Regions from separate parts of the Ovis aries genome. Here region 1 is linked to region 2. Evidence: chromatin contacts called from public Hi-C data. All regions are on one chromosome and are shown on one strand. The core of a region is the stretch at or near the end of the contact, and the rest is flanking DNA. Distances in the headings are between cores, read along the strand shown. Region 1 has its middle 52 kb from the start of SOD1. Region 2 holds the start of SOD1 (superoxide dismutase 1).

Region 1 (4,213 bases), core at 663-3,162, 52 kb after region 2:
AGTGACTGAACTGAACTGTACTGATAGCCATCATTATATCTATATATATGTATATCATTATTTCTAGCCTTATAATATATCTAGCCTATGTATTCACGGAGAAGGCAATGGCAAGCCACTCCAGTACTCTTGCCTGGAAAATCCCATGGATGGAGGAGCCTGGTGGGCTGCAGTCCATGGGGTTGCTAGGAGTCGGACACGACTGAGCGACTTTGCTTTCACTTTTCACCTTCATGCATTGGAGAAGGAAATGGCAACCCACTCCAGTGTTCTTGCCTGGAGAATCGCAGGGACAGGGGAGCCTGGTGGGCTACCGTCTCTGGGGTCACACAGAGTCGGACACGACTGAAGCGACTTAGCAGCAGCAGCCTATGTATTATATCTAGCCTTATATCCTGGCTCCTCCATTGTCCATTCTCTCCTTTGGTAAAATTCTGGTCTTTCTCAACCCGTTCACTCTCGGTACCTGTAGACTGAGTGGGACTGACCTGTTCCCCAGATTCAGTGGGCACATGATCCGGCCCTAGCCAATCAGGGCGTTCCATTTTGGCTGCAGTCATTGGCTCAGGGATGGGCACATGATCCCAACCAGACCAATAAAAATCAATTCCTGTCATTTCACTGGACCTACTGGGAAAGAGAAGTCGTCTTCCCACCAGGATTTTCTAATTGGGAGGATGGGAGGCCAGGGCTACCTGCCGCCATATTGCCATGAGGAAAACCTGCTGTTAGGTGAAAACATCCAAGAGGAAAGGAGAGCCAAAACAAGCGGAGAGATATGGATCCTTGTCACTAAGCATATGGATCAGCCACCTCAGCCTTTTACTTTTTAGGCCAATAAATTCTCTTTTCTGCTTGATCAGATTTTGGTCACTCCCACTGAAATTATCCTGATTAGTACAAATTGGTGTCTTAAGAAGATACCAGTAAACATCTATGGAACACTATTATGTAACAGAGCCGCCTGTATTTCTGTTACATTGATATCATCACCTCATAAATTTTCAAAATCGCTTTGCCAAAACCTCTTGATAATGGTAGCAAATGAATCTCTTTGCTCACAGGGAAGAATTTTAAAAAACTGTTGTGCCACCATATGCTTTTTCTGTTGCTGTTATTTCCTTAAAAAATTTTTTTTTCAATTGGAGTATAGTTGCTTTATAATGTCGTGTTAGTTTCTGCTGTACAATAATGCCACATGCTTTTTAAAGTTTTTAGCATTTAAAAAATCATTTTCATGCTGTTTTAAGTTTTTGCAAATGTAATTTCTCCCATATTGTTTTTGTTTAGTTGTTAAGTGGTACCTAACTCTTTTGCCACCCCGTGGACTGTAGCCCACCAGGCTCCTCTGTCCATGGGATTTCCCCAGCAAGAATGTTGGAATCCCCCCTTCTCCAGGGGATTTCCCGGACCCAAGGAGCAAGCCGGAGTCTCCTGCATCAGCAGGTGGATTATTTACCACTGGGAAGAATGACATTTTCAAATAAAATTCATACATTACTTTTTCAGGTATGAAGTTCCACTTATGCAAGATGAATACATTCTGGCAATCTGCCTGCTCTGCAACACTGTAATTATAGTTAATCATTCTGTATTGTACACATAGATTTGTTAAGAGGGTAGATCTCACCTCAAGTGTTCTTACTACAAACAAAATCTCTCAGATCACTTTTATTTTTTTGTTATTATTGGCTGCACTGCATAGTTTGTGGGATCTGCGTTCCCCAACTAGGGTTCGAACCTGGGCCCTCAGCTTTGAAATCACCCAAGTCCTAACCACCGGACCGGTAGGGAAATTCCTCTCTCTGATCACTTTTAAAAGCATCTGGGCGATTTCTTGGCAGTCCAGTGGCTAGGACTCTGCACTTTCATTGCTAAGGGCCTGAGTTTGTCCCCTGGTTGGAGGACAAAGATCCAGCAAGCTGCAAGGCCTGGCCAAATAAATAAACAAATATAAAAGCTGGTGGAACCTTAACAGTAAAAGTGAAGTCACTCAGTCGTGTCCGACTCTTTGTGACCCATGGACTGTAGTCGGCCAGGCTCCTCCGTCCATGGGATTTTCCAGGCAAGAATACTGGAGTGGGTTGCCATTTCTTTCTCCAGGGGATCTTCCTGAACCAGGGATCAAACTCGGGTCTCCCACATGACAGGCAGACTGTTTACCATCTGAGCCACCAGGGAATCCCGTAGTACCCCAGTGACTTAATAACCATCACGAATCATTTACAAAATAGGTAGCAAACTCTTTCACTAATGACAGTCAGAAATTTTGCTTCCTTTCCCCCTTCTGCTCCACACCCCCTATAGAGTTCTAGCGAGATATTTGAGAATCTTTGTTGAACACCCATCATTTCTCTCCAATGAAATGCATAAATTTAAATATCTTCCACTTCCTGTGATCATAAGGCTATAAGGTTTAACTTTTCTTTAATTTGTATTACTTTACCATTACTGTGATCAGTAGTATACAATCAATTAAAACAATATACAAAATATTATATAAAACAATATACAAAAATATTGATAATTATGATATAAAACAAAAAATAATTTTATTAGAAATACATAGCTTAATGAAACAAGTGACTTCATTGGTAACAATGAATCCATCCCATTGGTGATAAAAATTCCTAACTGCTAGGGGACTTCCCTGGCGGTCCAGTGGTTAAGCTTCCACTGCAGATGACATGAGTTCAACCCCAATTCAGGGAACTATGTTCCCACATGCCATGTGGTGCAGCCAAAAATTTAAAAAAACATACTGCTAGAATGAATCAGGCTTTGGCATGAACTCTATCCCCACTTTTCATATAGAAAAGTACTGTGGAAAACTACCCAGCAATAGAAAAAAAAATTGATTCATGCAACAACTTGGATGAATTTCAAGGGTAATGAAATGACTGGAAAAGCCAGTCTCAAAATGTCAGATACTGTATAATTCCATGTATATGACATTCTCAAAATGGCAGTATTCAGAGACAGGCTGCCAGGGGTTAGGGATGGTGGGGGTAGTGGGGGTTGTGCGGATAAAGGAGAAGCGTAAGGAAGTGCTTTGTGGTGATGGCGCAGTTCTGTACTGTGATTGTGGCGGTGGTGATGTGACCCACACACGCGATAAAAGGGTGTGAACTACCCCCACATACCGCACTGGCATCAATTTCCTGCACTGCAGCTACAGAAGTTTAACCACTGGGGGGAGCTGGGTGAAGGATGTGTTGAACCTCTCTGTATTGTCTTTGCAACTTTCTATGAATCTATATTAATAATTAAAAAAAAAAAAGATGTAGGGACTTCCTTGGTGGTCTAGTGGTTAAGACTCCATTTCCACTGCAGGGGAGTGGGTTCAGTCCCTGGTCAGAGAACTAAGATCCCTAATGCCACGTGGTGCAGGCAGATTAAAAAAAGAAAAAGATGTATGCACTGAGAAACCAGCTTCACATTAATCAGGAGATGGTTTGGAAGTTTTGTTACAGCCCTGTCATTCGATTCTTTAAATTCCTTCAGCACTATTTGCCAGAAATCATTTAGTGATCTTCCATAAAAATCACTTTTAATGCTGTATTAATGGGCAGTTCACTTAGGTCCCCCTCTAATTTTGTGTAAAATAATGCATGAGGGACTTTCTTGCTGGTCCCATGGTTAAGACTCTGCACTTTCAATGCAAGAGACCTGGGTTCAGTTCCTGATCAGGGAACTAAGATCCCACATCCTGTGTGGCATAGCCAAAAAATTAAAAAAAAAAAAAAGTTGAAAACAAAACTCAGGCATATTTTTTTTAATTAAAATAAGAAACACACATAGTGCAGGGGAAGTGACCTGATTTGTCAGGACTTGTGACCCAGGCATCAGTCAGTTCTCTTGGGCCACAGAGACACTGCCGTTCCCCCTTGTTTGATGCCCCCGGGGACCCCTTGCTTCCGGGGATGGGACTCTTTGTGAGACTGAGAGTGGTTGACACAGCTGTTTCCTCTGTAAAGTAGGAGAGGAGTAATTGTAAAGGGGTGAGAGACTGAAAACCAGCTTGCAGCTTCATCCAGATCAGCCTTGGAGGAGAGAGTTAATGGAAGTTGAAGATCTGGAAACTTTCTCCCCTTTGGAAGGTTACCAAGACACACCATCACCCCAGGGTAAAGTCAGACCCTATTCAAAGATCCTATTAATAGTCTTGTTTTTATATCAAAGGGAAAGATGTCCTTCTGTGTGTGTGTGTGCG
Region 2 (4,452 bases), core at 1,242-3,741:
AAAACGGAGGTTCAGAACCCAGAAGAGGGTGCCATACAAGCTGCTCAGGGAAGCTGCAGAAACTAAGGGGGCCCGGGCTGCGGCAGGTTTCACAGTCTGGCTGCTGAATCTAAGTAACACCAGGAGCTGGCTCTCAGTGGCCGGAGGGAAAGAACTCCTCAGAGGCTTCTGAGGTTCTCTAGCGAAGAGGCAGGAGAAGGCAATGGCACCCCACTCCAGTCCTCTTGCCTGGAAAATCCCATGGATGGAGGAGCCTGGTAGGCTGCAGTCCATGGGGTCGCTAGGAGTCGGACACGACTGAGCGACTTCACATTCACGTTTCACTCTCATGCACTGGAGAAGGAAATGGCAACCCACTCCAGTGTTCTTGCCTGGAGACTCCCAGGGACAGGGGAGCCTGGTGGGCTGCCGTCTATGGGGTCGCACAGAGTCGAACACGACTGAAGCGACTCAGCAGCAGCAGAGCAATGGAGGCAAGAGGAGAGACAAAACAGAGTCTGGCAAAAGAAAAGAGCAAAACTTAGTCTAATGTCAAAAAGCCTTTTCGGAAAATTTGGAAACCACCAAAAGGAAAAAAATTAAGCTCAAATATTTGTTTTCCTTGTATAAATCTCACATATAACACTTTGCATATCCTTTCATGTTTCCATAAACCACTGTAAATCTCACTGGTACCTTAAATATTCCCTCAATATTAACAAGCCAACACAATCTTCCACCCACTGGCAACCTAAGATCTGGGACAGTCTTTTCACAACATCTGTGAAAAGATGTTTCACACTCCTCACAACATCTGTGCTTCAGTATGATCACTGAGTGTTTCTGTACACTTTATTTTACATGATTTGTGCAGAGGTTTGTCCAATACCCTCTCAGTAACAGGCCTACCGGTAAAGAAATTTCAAAGTCACCTGACTGAAAATTTGTTTACAGGAATGCTCCAAGCACAGAAATGACAATTCGGTGCAAAGGAAATACTCTAGGCCTCCTCGAATTCTCAATCCTCCATGCACTGTTAAGAACCACTTTGGAGGCTTTAAAAACTGCAAATCTCAGACTGCACCGCACCAGGTTCTGACGTAATCGATCCTGAGTTGAGCCCTGGAATGTCTATTTTAAAAAGCTCAGCCAGTGACTCTGGGGCTTCCCTGAGGGCTCAGCGGGTAAAGAATCTGCCTGCAATTCAGGAGAGCTGGATTGATCCCTGGACTGGGAAGATCCCCTGGAAGAGGAAACGTCAACCCATTCCAGTTCCTTTTGCCTGGAGAGTCCCATGGACAGAGGATCCTAACGGAGTACAGTCCATGGGGTCGCAAAGAGTCGGACACGACTAAAGCGACTTTGCACCCACGCAGTGAATCTGAGTCTGCCGTGCACCCAGGATTACTATCGCTCTCTAGAAAACCCCTCAAACAACGGAGTCTGTTAGAGCTCTGGTTTTTTTGGAGCTCTGACCAGGGCCGTTTTCTCTGTCCTCACAGAGCCTGACCATGACCTAGGGCAGGGTGTGTCAGCAAACTTTTCTGTAAAGGGTCACTGTTGCATACTCGTGTTTTCCTTTAAACACAAACATTAAAACAAAACAAAACTACAAAGACCTGAACAGATAAAACCACTCAGCTCGAGGGCTGTACAAACACCAACCCCGGCACGGACTGTGCGCGTGGTTTGCAGAGCCCTGAGCTGGAGCACTCGAACCTTCAAGGGAAGCCCCAAAGGGATAACGGATGCCACGAGAATCCTGAAGGCCCGGCCGCACCCCGCCACTCCCGAGATCTCAAGGACGGGTCAGGCCTCTGGACTGCGCAACTCAAGAATCGGCGCGCAACTCAAGAATCCGCAGGATGCCAGGACCCTGACACTGACCCCGCCGAGAAGGGCGGGGGGTGCGGAGGCGGGGGGGCATAGCCTCACGGCCTCCTCAAAGCAAGGCAGGTCTCCGTCGGGGCCTGCGGACGTCGAAGGGGCGCCGCGGCAGCCGGTTCTCCTCCTCCCTCGCTTTCTCTCCGCCCTCTCGGGCCCGCGGTTGTCGGCCTCCCCGCCCCCCCACACACAAAGGGGCCGACCGGGTGTTCCCTTCCTGCACCCCCGCCCAGGCCTCGCCTCGCACCGCCGCCGGGCTCGCCCGGTGACTCAGCACTTTGCGGCAGCAGGGGCGCGGGGGGCGGCCCGGGAGGGGGAGTGGACCGCGGACCCGCCGAACCGCGCGCCGGGGGAGGGAGGCGTGGCGAGGGCGGCACAAGGCCCGGCAGGGCCGCCCTGCCGCTCCAGGGCACAGGTTGGCGCGCACGGCCTCGCCGCTGGTCTCCCCCCTCAACCCCGCCAGCCCTTGCCTTTGCCTCGAAGCGGATGGTGCCTTGCACCGGGCCGTCACCCTTCAGCACGCAGACGGCCTTCGTCGCCATGACTCGGGGGAAAGGCTCTCTGGCCCGGACCGCTAGAGACACCCCCACCAAGCAGACAAGGAAACGCCGCAGAACACACGCCGACGCAAAACCGAGGCGAGCGCGCCGCCGCACTTTTATAGGGCTGGACCGCCGCGCCCCGCCCACCCTGGCCCTCAACCAATCGCCGACCGCGCTCTCAGCGCGCTCCCCTGCAACGGGGAGGCCTCGGGGTCCCTGACGGACCGGGGGGCGGAGCCAAGGGGCGGCGTGAGGAGCCCGTCACTCAAGAGCTGTTGGCCCCCTCTAGCCTGTTGCTGTGTGAAAACACGCAGTAAAACCTGGATGCGTGGGGAAAAAAAAAAAAAAAAACTCCCCCCAGCCTTTCTCCTCGAACGGGTGTGATCTGCGGATTGCAGTACACGAAAGTGGGACAGGGACGTGGCACGCCTTGAAGATATGAAGTCCCTTTGTCCGCAAATGTTAGTGAGTGATAACTGACTTTGGTCCTGACGTTGTCGCCTTTGTGTTTCACAAGTTGAGACTCTCATGCTGGGTGTTTGTGATAATTTCCATTTTTTTTAATTGCGTTGTGGCTTTCCGAGGGTCTGTAAAGACGGTGGATCTCAGTCCCGGGTCTCACCTTTTCTTCTCTGCAGTTTTCTTCGTCCTAAACACATAAGACTTACGTATTTGGTTGTCAGAATTACGTCTTTTCGAATATTTCCTGTGTGGCAAGGCCACAAACCCGAAAATGCAAAAAAAAAAAAAAAAAAAAAAGCCAACTGATTGATTTCTATATCCCTCTGTGTTTTGTCTGCTGCCCCCAACAGTCAAGGAGAGGGGGAGAATGGGTGAATGATACCTCCATACATTTCTTAACCTTCAAGGAAGACGTTTCATGAAACTAGCTAACAGCACAATCCACTTCTGAGGGTTTTTATTTAAAAGTATAAACGTTTACTTGTGTGCTCAGAAATCTCTAGAAAGATGTACGGGAGACTGTGGGTGGATACCTTTGGGAAATGCAAATTTAACTTCACTAATGTTCTCTCAAAAAAATATATTTTTTTTTTACAATGACTATGCATTTGCTTCTCTCCTGGCTCAGATGGTAAAAAATCTGTCTGCAATGCAGGAGACCTGGGTTCACTCCCTGGGTGAGAAGGATCCCTTGGAGAAGGGAAGGGCTACCCACTCCAATATTCGTGTCTGGAGAATTCCATGGAGAGAGGAGCCTGGCCAACTGCAGTCCAGTGGGGTCTGCAAAGAGTAGGACAGGACTGAGTGACTAACACTTTCACTTTTTACTGTGCATTTGTCTGCAACAGTTTGGCTCAGAAGGAGAATCCCCACCACCACCATCTGGCCCCACCCCCACAAACATGCTTTTCTTGGCAAAATAGTTTGATAACCATGGGATTGCCAGGGGGCATCAAGAGAAGAATCTTCCTCTTCCCTCCTCAGCGGGCTGCCTGAGTAACAAAGATGAGTGAACTGTTTTCAGAGCTGAGTTTAATTTAATCTGGAAGCACGCTTTTGACTCATCTAGAAGGCTCGTTAAACCACAGATTACTGTGTTTCTGACCCAGTGGGTCTGTGGTGGAAACCTGGAATTTACCTTCCTCCCTTGTTCCCAGGGAGCTCTGATGTTGGCAATTTGAGAAATTCTGACCTGCAGGTGTTTTTCATGCCCAGTGAACTTGGCAAGTTGAGGGCAAGAGCTGGACCTACTTGACTCAAAAGAGGAGATGGGAAAAGTATACTGAAAAGAAACAGGGAGTCAAGGAGACCCAGACAGGGGCCGATGAGGGACACACCTAAGAGAGGAGAGCTCTGGCTGCTAGGGATTTCTGTTGAAATCCTCCGGTCTCCCAGTGAACTCCCAACACAATCTGCCTTTTCTTCTAATGTAGGCAGGATTTAGCTGTGGCGCTAGTGGTAAAGCCTGCCAGTGCAGGAGATGTAAGAGACCCGGGTCAGACCCCTTGGTGGTGAAGATTCCCCTGGAGAAGGACATGGCAACCCACTCTAGTATTCTTGCCTGGAGAATCCCATGGACCGAGGA

Evidence for each region. Hi-C and Micro-C count contacts between places; a contact is called where the count stands out from the background.
Region 1: a Hi-C map of liver shows a contact between it and region 2, with 2.5 times the contacts expected there. The contact joins the enhancer-like site here to the promoter of SOD1 in region 2. A contact is called at or near these places in 2 of 16 Hi-C or Micro-C datasets (liver and mixed tissues).

The regions. Positions count from the first base shown.
Region 1 is chr1:124,578,584-124,582,796 of ARS-UI_Ramb_v3.0, forward strand. No RefSeq gene overlaps it. Among named protein-coding and RNA genes, the nearest start is that of SOD1, 52 kb to the left of the region's middle. Within about 2 kb of position 1,913, at least 1 of the 54 cell types and tissues checked has an H3K27ac peak or open chromatin away from gene starts, as enhancers often do. A contact at or near this core is called in liver, where this site is marked.
Region 2 is chr1:124,525,823-124,530,274 of ARS-UI_Ramb_v3.0, forward strand. It overlaps SOD1 (superoxide dismutase 1), which reads right to left and starts at 2,492. Exons shown (of 5, transcript NM_001145185.2): 1 at 2,334-2,492. The coding sequence starts at 2,405.